Regions from separate parts of the Ovis aries genome. Here region 1 is linked to region 2. The links are chromatin contacts, called in public Hi-C maps. All regions are on one chromosome and are shown on one strand. The core of a region is the stretch at or near the end of the contact, and the rest is flanking DNA. Distances in the headings are between cores, read along the strand shown.

Region 1 (5,909 bases), core at 1,162-3,661, 96 kb after region 2:
GGTTTATTTTCTTCCTCTCTTCTCTCCTTCTTCCCCTCTTTTCCCCTCTCCAGGGTTTTTTTTTTTTTTTTTTTCCTTCCTCCAAAATATAGGCTTGATTCAGACTAACCAGGGGAGGAAGGAGTCCTCCCCCAGGTCTATGTTTGGAATGCCAATGGACATGTCAGACACCTCTGACTACTAGGTGGAACTGGAAGAGGTACAGAAGTGGCAGGGAACAGCTAAGGAGCACGTGAGGTTCAGGCTGCACGTTCAAGTGAGATGCCAACTGCTGAGGACCCAGAGTGGCAGCTGGGAGGAGAAGGAAAACAAAGCTGGGAGAGAGGAGCTGGAAAGGCCCCTGGGGTGGGGAGTTCCCTCTTCTGTCCAGGAGAGGCAGAAAATGAGTCTGGCAGAACCGCCACAGACTTAAGCAAAAGCAAGAGCCTAAAATGGGCATATAGGCCAGGACGGTTAAAGCAAAATGACACCACCCCAAGGCAGCTCCTCACTGAAATCTTAGGAGTCCTCAGTGAAATCTTAGGACAGATTTGAATTCAGCATTTGGGAGATTAGCCAGTTAGAAGCCTTAGGGAAAAGACTGACTTTCAGATTTCAGCCAAGGATGTTAGCAATGATTTTTTTTTCTTTAACCACGATCTGAAAAACTGAGGATCCCTTTTGCCAAAATCAGGGAAAGCTATAGTTGGGTGGGCAGGGACTTTCAAAGCTACTAATGGGTCTCAGCTTAAAGGTATAGGTAAGGAACAGGTCCTCATACTTTCCTGCCCATACCCTCTTCATGTTATTTTCTCTAAGGACCACAAGTTAGGATCTGGAGTGGGAAAAGCCCTGCTGTGCTGTCCCTGAATGATACCTCCATCCCTACTGTAGCTCGAGTCACTCTCTAAGGCCTCAGTTTTTGGGACATGCTGGGGACCAAGCTGATGCTATAGAAACAAAGGCAAAAGTAAGCAGTCATCACTCCTATTTACAGCCCAGCCCCGGTGGACACAAGGCCTGTTTCTGTCCCACCTCAGCGATGCTGGAAGTAGAAATCTGCCTGCATTTTCACCTGTAGCTAAAATTAGTCAGTGTGTATCTGGGCCTCTTCATTCTTCACTGGGTCTTGCAGGGAGGAGTTAAGAAGCAGCTCAGGGACCTGGCTTGAATTAAAGGCCGATACCAGGGAGGGGCAGGAGTCTGTTCTTCTCACTCCTCCCCCCCTTCCCCTCTATCCAGCTTCTAAGGCTGGGCAGCTTCTGCCCTGGATCTTATCAGGAGAAACTCCCTGCCCTTAATTCTGAGTTCCAGATGCCACAGTACCTGTTTCCTTGTGCTGTATGAGTTCATGAGACAAGATGAAATCAGGAATTACTCTTCCTAGGACTCAATAGTGAAAAGTTCTCCAAAGTTCCAGGTCTCTTCCCTCACCCCAACCCAATCTCCCCTCTCGCCCTCGCCCCCTCCCCCGCGCCCCCCGCACAGTACCCTGAGACTGGGCTCTACTACCCTCTAGTGGCCAGAGAGGAAAGGGCTGTCCCGCCCAGTCAAGACCTTCACATCTTTGCCACAGATCTCTGGTTTGTAATACAACTAAGAGATTGGAGAAGGAAATGGCAACCCACTCCAGTATTCTTGCCTGGAGAATCCCACGGACGGAGGAGCTTGGTGGGCTAGAGTCCACGGGTCGCAAAGAGTCGGACACGACTGAGCGACTTCACTTTTCACTTTAAGAGATTAGCCAGAGATGTTTTATAAATGAGAAAGAAGAGGCCTAGAGAAAAACAATCACCTTGAGAGTCAGGATATAGTTGGAACCAGAACCCAGGTCTCCTGACTCCCAGGTCGGTGCTTGGTCTACATTCACTGTCTGCCCTCTGTCTTTTGTCTCTTCTTCCTAACTCATGCCTGGGGAAATCAGAACCAATCAGGAAAATGTCAAAGCGAATTTCCCCGGCTGCCCGGTGGTTAAGACGCCAGGCTTCCACTGCCTCGGGCGAACGTTGGATCCCTGTTGCGGATCCCTTTTGGAGAACTAAGATCCCGCATGCCTAGTAGCAGGCCTGTCCCCCGCCCCCCCAACCCCAAACAAAGTACGCTGAAGTCAAAAGGACATGGTTCCTCCTCAATCTTTGCTGAGCAACACCGGCACCTGAAACGTCGTAGCCCCAAGTGAATTCGCAGCTTAAACAACAGGGGTCTTTCTGAAGAACTGGCTCTCCTCGGGCTGAGTTCATTGACCTAGCACAGCTCCTGTTGCCATGGTGACAACACTGCTTCCCGGTAGCTCGCCAGGTCTCCTGTCTCCACGGTAACCAGTGCTTTGCGACCTTCAATTTGCAGCGTCGTGCTGCAGCTGCGGCAGCGGTTGCCGGGTGACGGCGGAGCGAGCGGGTGCCTTGAGGTGGGGACCTGGAGGGGCTTCCGGTAGGGGCGGTTCCGGAGAAGCTTGGGCCTCCATATAGCTAGGCTCCGGGCCGCCGGCCCCGCAGCTCGGCTCTACCGAGTCCCATGGCGGGGGCTGCGGGCGAGGCGCGGGGCTTGGGCTGGACCTGGCGGCCGGTGGCGCGGGACCCGCTGCTGGCGCGGGCCTTCCATTCATGCACTGAACTGCGGGGACGGTTCTATTTGGTGGGGGGGCTCCTAGCTGGAGGAGCGAGAGAGCCGAGCAGCGAAACGGTGGTCTTCGATCCGGCTGGGGGCCAGGCCGTGCGGGCGGCAGCACGGGGAGGCCCGAGGCGCAGCCACCACGACGCGGCGCCGGTGGGCGGTCGCTGGCTCTGCGTGGTGGGCGGCTGGGACGGGTCGCGCCGCTCGGCCACTGTGACCGCTTTGGACACGGACCGCGATGTGTGGGAGGAGTGGACCGCCGGCTCCGGCAGCTGCCCCCCCGCCGGCCTCAGTAGTCACACCTGTACCCGAATCTCCGACCGAGAGCTTCGGGTAGCAGGCCGGGAGGGCGGGACCCGCACTCAGCGTCGTTACGGAAGCGTCTACACGTTAAGGCTGGACCCTGGCGCCCGCACCTATTGGTATGACCTCCTCTGCCCTAAAATGTTCACCCTTCCTTCACCTGCACTCTGGAAAAACAGATTCGCAGGCAGCTTATCTAACATCCTCACCCTAGCACCATTCTTCCCTGGGAACCTTCCATGTCTAAGAGTTTAACTCCCTTTCATCTCAACTTAACCACATGTGGCCCTTTCCCGTGTCTCCCTTCAATCGTTGGCGAGGGGAGTGGGGAAAAGGCAGTATACAGCACTTTTCCAAAAAACCCAACTCAGGCCTGAATTTCACAGCTATAAGGAAGAAGGCTGCCACACTGTTTCACGCTCGGGTCACTGTGCTGCTTTGCTCCAAAGTCCTGGGCCCCACCCAGGTCACCAGCTATTACTCTTTGGGGGCTGCAACTCAGCTGAACCAGAAGTAGCTGGGCATTGGAGTCATGGGAAGATTGAGGTATTGTCTACTCACATCTCGCTAAGGGTAGAACGCGACTAAACTTTGGATGCCCAAATCCCTCCAGTCCGTCCCTTCTTTCTCCCTCAAGGAGGAACCACCTGTTGCCCCCCATTTGATGGAAAAGCTTCCAAGGCTCGTGAGCAGCGGGCAGGGGTCCCGGCAGGGGCCTCGAGGCCTGCGCCATCACTCATGTTCTGTGGTTGGTCCCTTTGCTGTCCTGTTCGGTGGAGAAACTTTGAACAGAGCCAGAGACACCATCTGCAATGACCTCTACATCTATGATACCCGTAAGAGCCAGCTTAATGGTTGATAAGGGGAAAAGGTGGGAAGACAGAACCTGAAGACTACAGAGAAATTAAGGATGGAGTAAAGGGGTAGGGAGGAGGAAGAATTAGTCGATAACTGAAAGGAATACACAGAATGTAAAATTTTGGAGAGGCGTGCAAATCACGGGAGGAGAAAAACAATGAGCAAGGCTTTGGTCTTCTTGAGCCCCATGGGGTCCAGGATGCTGCTGCCTCAATAACCACCCTCTGCCCTTGCCTAACAGGAAAGTCTCCTCCTCTGTGGTTCCACTTCCCCTGTGCCGACCGTGGACTAAAACGCGTGGGCCATCGCACCTGCCTTTGGAATGATCAGCTCTACCTGGTTGGGGGTTTTGGTGAGGATGGCAGGACAGCTAGTCCACAGGTTTGCATTCTAGACATCTTTATCTAAAGAATAGTGCCAAGATACATTGCCAAGCCTCTGTTTTGTTGCAAACTCAAAGCATTATCACAGAGCTATCTTCATTTCAAATGCTGATTAAATTGCAACCTGAGAGTCAACACTGTCTCTGAATCTTTTGGTGGGGAGGGAAGTAAGTAAGGAGATGCATCTTTATTTGCAAAGGAAAGGATAAAATATAAGACCTAGTCTGATACTGTGAGCCATTAACCTGATAGAACCAAAACCACAAATCATATGGTTATCCATGCCCCATGCAAATTCTACCCATCATATTGGGTTGAAAGGTTGAGGCTAGAGCTACGCATTCTGACCAAAACATTTAATTAACAAAAAAATATTACAATAGCAGAGAAAATAATAACAACAATAAGGAGAAATAAGAAGTGGGAATCAGGGTAGAAAACAAAGAGAAGCCTTTGGTTTCTAGGAGACCAACACGCCAGCGGAGCTGGCCTTAGCCCCAGCGCCTTCTGAGTTTTCCTTGGCTGCTGGCTTCTCGTCTTCCCCCATGAGACGAATGTTGTGCTTTTCCCGGAATTCATTTAGTTCTTTTCCCTTTGCCTGAAGCTGTTGTGTCAGTGTCTCAATGATCTTCTGTATCTAGAGGGCAAGCAACAGGGATTATGTAAGGATTTCAGGACTCCCTTCCCCCATCTGTTATAGACAGTGGTTGGGGGAAGTGAAGGACAGATGATACCTCTAACCTCATCTTTAACCAAATAGTAGAGCCCAGACACTAAAAGGATTCCTTTCTTTAAAACAATGGTTTAGAAACTTTAGTATACATAAGAATCACCTTGGCTGATCATTTTTAAAATGCTCTTCGTGGCTCCCATCCCCAGCAGTTTTGAATCAGTGGGTACAGGAGAGGGTCTGGGAAGCTGCATTTTAAATTAGTCCTCCAGGTGATCTGGATGCAGGTGCCCATGGACTACCCTGTGAAAAACTCCACTCTAACTACCTTCCTTCTCCCAGCTCAGCCAGGTCACAGAGCCCATGGTGAGAGGCACAGTCAGCAACTCCTTTGTCTAAGGAGTTAGACTTAGCATAACATAAAGAGCATAGGCCAACAGGCTATTTATGCTGTCTTCAATGTGAGTCCCTACCCACGCTTTCCTCCCCACATTCCCTAAAGCCCGAGCCTCCCCTTCCTTACGCCTTGGTTGCTCAGAGCATCTATATGGGGATTCTTGCTCACCTGCTCCTTGTTGTTCTCCAGGGCAGGCAGCACCTCTTTGACGGTCCGCTCCACCAGCACCCCTCCAACCATGCGGTAGCACTTGCGGGTTTCATCGACCTCCTTCAGAGTATCAATCACTAGGCTGAGGTAGGAGGACAACGCAGGGTCTGAGAACTCAGTCCCACTCTGCTGCAACCCTCGTACAAAGCGGCCCTTCCAACCCTCCTACTGTTTGCTCCTCACCTGTGCTCATTCAATTCCATCTCCAGCTCAGCTGCTTTGGATGCCAGGCCCCGCTGTTCCTGCCTAAGACGGTTGAAGCCAGCAATTACCTAAGAAGATGAGAAAGAGATAAGGTGAGAGAGGGGACAGTGGAAATGGCAGAGGGTCAACATACAACTGACTGACTGGAAAAGACCCTGACGCTAGGAAAGATTGAAGGCAAAAGGAGAAGAGGACCGCAGTGGATGAGATGGTTAGACAGCATCACCAACTCAATGAAAATTAATCTGAGCAAACTCCAGGAAACACTAGAGGAGAGAGAAGCCTGGCACTC
Region 2 (5,827 bases), core at 1,462-3,961:
CGTTGGAGAAGAGATAGGCTACCCACTCCAGTATTCTGGCCTGGAGAATTCCATGGTCTGTATAGCCCGTGGGGGTCACAAAGAGTGAGACACAACTGAGTGACTTTCACTTTTATGAATAAAATAGGGCTTCTCTGGTGGCTCAGATGGTAAAGAATCTGGCTGCAATGCAAGGAGTTCAATCCCTGGGTCAAGAAGATCCCCTTTAAAAGGAAATGGCAACCCATTACCGCATCCTTGCCTGGAGAATCTCATGGACAGAGGAGCCTGGCGAGCTACAGTCCATGGGGTCACACTATAAATTTTACTCTCTGGAGGTATCTTTGAGCTCACCGAGTAGACTCTATGAGCCAAGTTCACCTTTCTGATTTGTAAAACAAACAAAAAAAAAAATGTATGGAAGAAAGTTATCACTGAAATTAAACCATGACAGACATGTCCAAAACACTTTGCAGACATTTGGTCCCTTTGATTCTTGAGGTAGATGAATGTGTGGAGACGGCAACTAGCAGGCAACAGAACAGTATCAGAACGGGGTAATACGTATAGCATCATCATGTTAGAGGACTTCCAGCGTTTGTTGCTGTGTTCACCACAGAAATTGATTGCTTCTTCACGTCCTCTCTCCAGCATGTTTTACTATGATATAAAAATCGGGTTGTGTATATTTTCTTCCCATTCTAGTATTCCCATCTGGAAAATCCCACAGGCAAAGGAACCTGGCGGGCTACAGTCCATGGGGTCACAGAGTCGGACATGACTGAGCAGTCACAAGCACAAGCACACATTTCCCCACAATGCAACACCCCTTCCTTAAAGCGCTGAAGGGCACATTTTGAATTAGAACCAGTCTTCTTTCTTGGACATCATCCATTGATTCCAATTTTCTCCCTTGAGGCCATCCATCCCGTAATCTTTAAATATCTAACTTTATCTTGCATGAGTCTTTGATTCTTTGGGTTTGACATGGTTTTAGAAGTTTCCATATGACAGTTTTAAGTCCCTTCACCATCCATATCACTTTCTATGAAGATATTCTATTTGTTTGTAATCATCATAAAAAGTTTGCCACCTATAACAGAACTTCATATAGGGTCTTAGCACTGTCAGCAACGAGTATCTCTGCTTCTAGACATTCTACATTTTTCCAACTTTATACATGAAGAATTGGTTTTGCAAGTCCAAAGATACAATCTTACACTTACTACTACTGAACTTCTAAGATGAAGTTTATCATTCCTGCCCACTGAGATCTTTTTGTATTCTCATTTTGCCAACTAATGAAGTTGCTGTTCTCACTCGTTATCCACAAACATGATGTGCCTGGTTTGCCACTTGGGCCACAGGCAGAGACATTATCTTTCATTCCAGAAGGTGGCACTCACAAGCCCTACATTCTACCAAGAGCTTTCTAATTGCTAGTCTCAATCTGTACTGTAGGTACTGTTGGGGTGTCACAATTCAGAGAAACCCCCAAGTGTCATTGCTCTCTCCTAATCCTCACATACACACCTCTAGAGGGAAAGTTAAATTCTGTCTTGAGCTCCTCCTGCTCTTTCTCATGGAGGGTCACTGTGAGAACATATGCTACCCAGCCTCTTCTGAAGCTGTCCTGAATCCCAGATCTACACTTGCCTAGGTTCCTTAGCATTTCTGGGCCTCTTTTTCCCAATCTGTGAAATGGGGATAGTAGTAATATACAGTAACTTTATGAATGATAGTAATTATTCAACAAGCCACTGGGAAATTCCCTGGCGGTCCAGTGGTTAAGGCTCAGGCTTTCATCGCCATGGGCCGAGGGTTCAATCCCTGGGTGGGGAACTAAGATTTCACAAGCTCCAGTGTGGCCAAAAAAAGAAAAAACTTACAAATTCCTCTTCTTAGAAAAGTTCCATTTCATACTAGATTTTTACAGCTAGTACCAAGAAAGGGACAATAAACTGCAAGAGTTACACAATTAGAGATTTTTAAAGTGCAAGTTGTACTCTCTTCATTCATCTCCTTTACTGATCTGTCCCATGCCCCAGCATGCAGAAACGGACCAACCCATTTCCCACTTTCCCCATCCCCACCTTGATCCACAAATCCTATTAACACAGGGACAATAAACACATCCTTAATGTTCAATCATTTTATCTCTAATCAGGTTGGGTCCATGTCTAAACACTAATCTCTACAGAATCACCCTACTCTCCAACCCCGTCTCCTTTTAATATAGATTATATTCATTCACGTTACCATTAAGTACAGTCTAACGGTAAGTTAAAGTGAAAATGAAGTGGCTCAGTCGTGTCTGACTCTCTGCAACCCCATGAACTGTAGCCTGCCAGGCTCCTCCATCCATGGGATTTTCCAAGCAAGAATACTGGAGTGGGTTGCCATTTCCTTTTCCAATGGTAAGTTAAACTGAAATCTAACCACCAGATTCTGTAGAAGGATATCCCTGATCTCTTAAATAAAAGACTACAGGGAAGATTATTGAATGTCGAAGTCACTCTGGGAGTTCCAATTCTTAAAAGCTAGAACTTCAGGATTTAAACAAAATCAATGTGAAAAATAAACATTTATTAAAAAATTAGTTTTAACATTCTAAAATGAAAGCAGACGAGGTGTTTTCCAACTCAAAGGGGCTGTTGTTAGCTGGAGATGTGAATTCCAAGGCTGGTAATCACTGACTCACACTCCTCACAAGTGACCTAGGGAGTGAGGAACCATTTGCTCCAGACTTGCGAGAGTAATGACTCACCTCTGCCTCCCTGTGCCCTTTACTCCCTTTACTCCTACCCACCCTGTCTCCCAACCAGGAAACTGAAACATACGTTGAAATTTTCATTCTTACTGAACCGTTTCACAATCTCTACTTTTATTGTCTAATTAGATTTTATTTCCACCTGGAAAGCTTATTTTTTATTGGTGTGTGACAATATGATTTGTTTTTTGTTTTTCCTTCTGGACCCTGGATGAAAAGAAAACTTAGTTCTGGGAGGGACTGTCAGATAAGGGTACAGAATATGGTGAAACGGTGCACAGTATCCTCCACAAAATTAGCAAAATCAGTCCTAGAAGATCCCTTATTTGCCCTCTTGCTAGTTAATAAATAGACTACTTGGGTAAAGGGAGAAATAGATTCAAGGGCAAAGAAGGGTCCAGATGGGATGAGGAAAGCAGGGACAGGCATGTCTACCCCACTCACTCCTGTTCTCACTTACACCTATCCTCTAATTAAAGTAGTACTACTTTACTACTAAAGAAGTGGTTCTCCAGAGGATTTGAGAAATCCTCCTCAGGCTCTGGAGCAGCTTTTCCTGTGGCCTCTGGGAAGTGTACTAGCCATCTGGGTTGGCAGAGGTGGGAGGGTGGGCTTCTTTCCCTGGGTGAGTCAGATCACGTGGAACCTGGAACACTTCAGCCAGGTGCTCTCCTCCCACCCCAAGAGGACTCTGGAACACTTGATTTCAACAGAGAGCCAAGACCACAAACACACACACTCACATGCTCAGCAGAACTGACTGCTACACAAATTTCCATAACCCTGCAGACATATCTTAAAAGGGCAGGTCGAGTTGTTCCAACCAAGAGAAGGGTGATAGTTTGAGCTATCCCCTCCAGCTTTCTTTTCTGCAGACCAGCGTCTTGTTTTCCCTGCAGACACAGTTGTCAGTCTGCTTGTGTTCAGGAAGAGGATGGTGCAGGAGGATCCCAGTGGCACTTCCCATGGAAGACAGAAAACAGTGGCCTGCAGAGGTGGCAGAGACTAGACACCGTTTCCAAACAACCATTCCAGCTGCTCCAGTCTCCACTCGAGAAAGCTGCACAGCAGGAAGGAGCCAAGAAGCCAGGCTCCAGATTCCTATCTGAGAACCACCACATGCAGGGGCAGTGGGTGCCCCACTGCTCTGGTGGTCTACTTGTGGTCAGCAGGCATCAGTCAGGACTTCTCTCTGATCCCTTGCAGGGCTGGGACAAGAAGGCTTTCAACAAGTCGCAGGCCACTCAGCCAGCGGTGGGAAAGGAAGGGAGGCAGGAAGGTGTACATGGCTGAAATTATTACAAAACACAACCTAAGATAATAGTGGGGGCCCCTGAGGGAGCTTGAAGACAAATAAGGCATCCTGTGAAAGCACAGACATCAGGGGCCAGAGTCTGGTAGCACCTGAGTAAGGCAAGCACTGGAGAGAAGCCGGACCAGGGTCACACCAAGAATGACGAGGTCTGTCTGAACTCCCCCTGGAGAAATCAAACATCCAAGTCAGCTCCCGTCAGTGTTCTCTAGCTGCTAGATAATCCCCAGAATGCATGTGAACACGGGCTGGAAACCCCCGCCTCCAGCCAGGGGGCCCTCCCCATCCCAGGGCAGGCATACTCACTTCACTTCGAGCACTGGGCTGGCTGTAAATTACCTTCTTACTGGAGGTCCTAAAGACAAGCCAGAAGATGGAGACACTCAGCCCCCCAGTCCCTCTCCTTAACCTCCGCTCACTAACGTTAGAGGCCAGGACTGAGAACTTCACGGGTGCACGAAGCTCTCGGTAGGGAGGTTTGGGTGGAGGGAGAAAGGACAAGCACAGGACCGCAGTGGACGATGGTAGGAATCCAGATGTTCTCCCTACCAGGCTGGTTGCCTCCCCTTCCAACCTCTTCCCCTGGCCACATCTCAGCTTCAAACCATACACAAACACGTTCTCAACCTCAGAGAGCCCCTGGACAGCAGCTCACTCACCCTTTCTTTGCTCCTGAAAGACAAGAAATGGGACCATGAGTGTCAGCAGAGTAGGAGACGGCATGGCACAGGAAGATGGGGACCCCAGTGTGTGGCCCTGAGCCCCGGGTGACCCATGCTTCCCGGGAGGCAACCCAGCACACAAAGGCTCAGTACCAGCTCAGCACTCAGGTGGCACTCAAGAATCAGGCCCTGAAGCAGGGAGGATCCACCTTTGAGGGCAAATACTCACTGTCAAAGTAGCCTCGGTTATAGGCGAACCAGATGCCAAAAATTAAGGCTCCCAGGAGAATGAGCGTTACGAGGACAGCTGCCACGATGCCCCCGACATTGAGCTCCACTATAGGACACAAATGAGAGGTCAGGCGCCTGAAAACGCCTTTGCAGCACTGACAGCACCACCAAAGCCAGGACGGAAAGCAGACCCCAATCCGCACCCCAGGTCTGAGAGCAAGCCCCAGCCACACCCTCACTCACCAGCATCCATGTGCACGGTGTCTGACTTCACGGGGGACTGATAGCCATTCTGTGCCTCACAGGTGAAATCTCCAGTATCAGAGGCCGACACAGGATCAAAGATCTAGACGGCAGAAAATGAATTGGCTTCCTGCTTGAAGAAGCCACTTATCTCTCTTTTATGTCTCCTGACCCTCGTGCCAAAGTTACCTTGTTGCTTGCTTTTTCCCCACCTTCAGAGCTTCTATCACACACACCTTTTACCCCAACCCCACTTGCACTGCCTGCGATGCAGGAGACCAAGGTTTGATCCCTGAGTCGGGAAGATCCCCTGGAGAGGGAAATGGCAATCCACTCCAGTATTCTTGCCTGGAGAATGCCATGGACAAAGGAGCCTGGCTGGCTACAGTTCATGGGGTCGCAAAGAGTCGGACATGACTGAGCAACTAACACACACACACATCCGTACCAACTCCCCTGTCTTGAGGTTCAGGGTATAGGAAGAGTTGCTGAAGGCACGGTTGCTCTTGGGCTCCACAGGCATCTCTACCCCATCCTTGAACCACCTGTATTCAGATGGTGGGGAACCATCTTTCTCTGAGCAGGTCAGCACAGCTCGGGTTCCAATGGTAACAGAGGAGGGGACGTTGA

The links. Hi-C and Micro-C count contacts between places; a contact is called where the count stands out from the background.
Region 1: a contact with region 2 is called in a Hi-C map of tail adipose tissue, with 5 times the contacts expected there. The contact joins the promoter of KLHDC9 here to the enhancer-like site in region 2. A contact is called at or near these places in 10 of 16 Hi-C or Micro-C datasets (blood, hypothalamus, liver and 4 more).

Annotation. Positions count from the first base shown.
Region 1 is chr1:112,554,432-112,560,340 of ARS-UI_Ramb_v3.0, forward strand. It overlaps KLHDC9 (kelch domain containing 9), which reads left to right and starts at 2,412. Exons shown (of 5, transcript XR_009600599.1): 1 at 2,412-3,014; 2 at 3,282-3,441; 3 at 3,509-3,731; 4 at 3,995-5,909. It overlaps PFDN2 (prefoldin subunit 2), which reads right to left. Exons shown (of 4, transcript XM_004002682.5): 2 at 5,597-5,685; 3 at 5,372-5,495; 4 at 4,472-4,773. The coding sequence ends at 4,597.
Region 2 is chr1:112,458,065-112,463,891 of ARS-UI_Ramb_v3.0, forward strand. F11R (F11 receptor) reads right to left here. Exons shown (of 10, transcript XM_004002677.5): 5 at 5,646-5,827; 6 at 5,198-5,300; 7 at 4,953-5,060; 8 at 4,721-4,733; 9 at 4,368-4,416; 10 at 2,545-4,227. The coding sequence ends at 4,192. Among named protein-coding and RNA genes, the nearest start is that of F11R, 23 kb to the right of the region's middle. Within about 2 kb of position 2,712, at least 18 of the 54 cell types and tissues checked have an H3K27ac peak or open chromatin away from gene starts, as enhancers often do.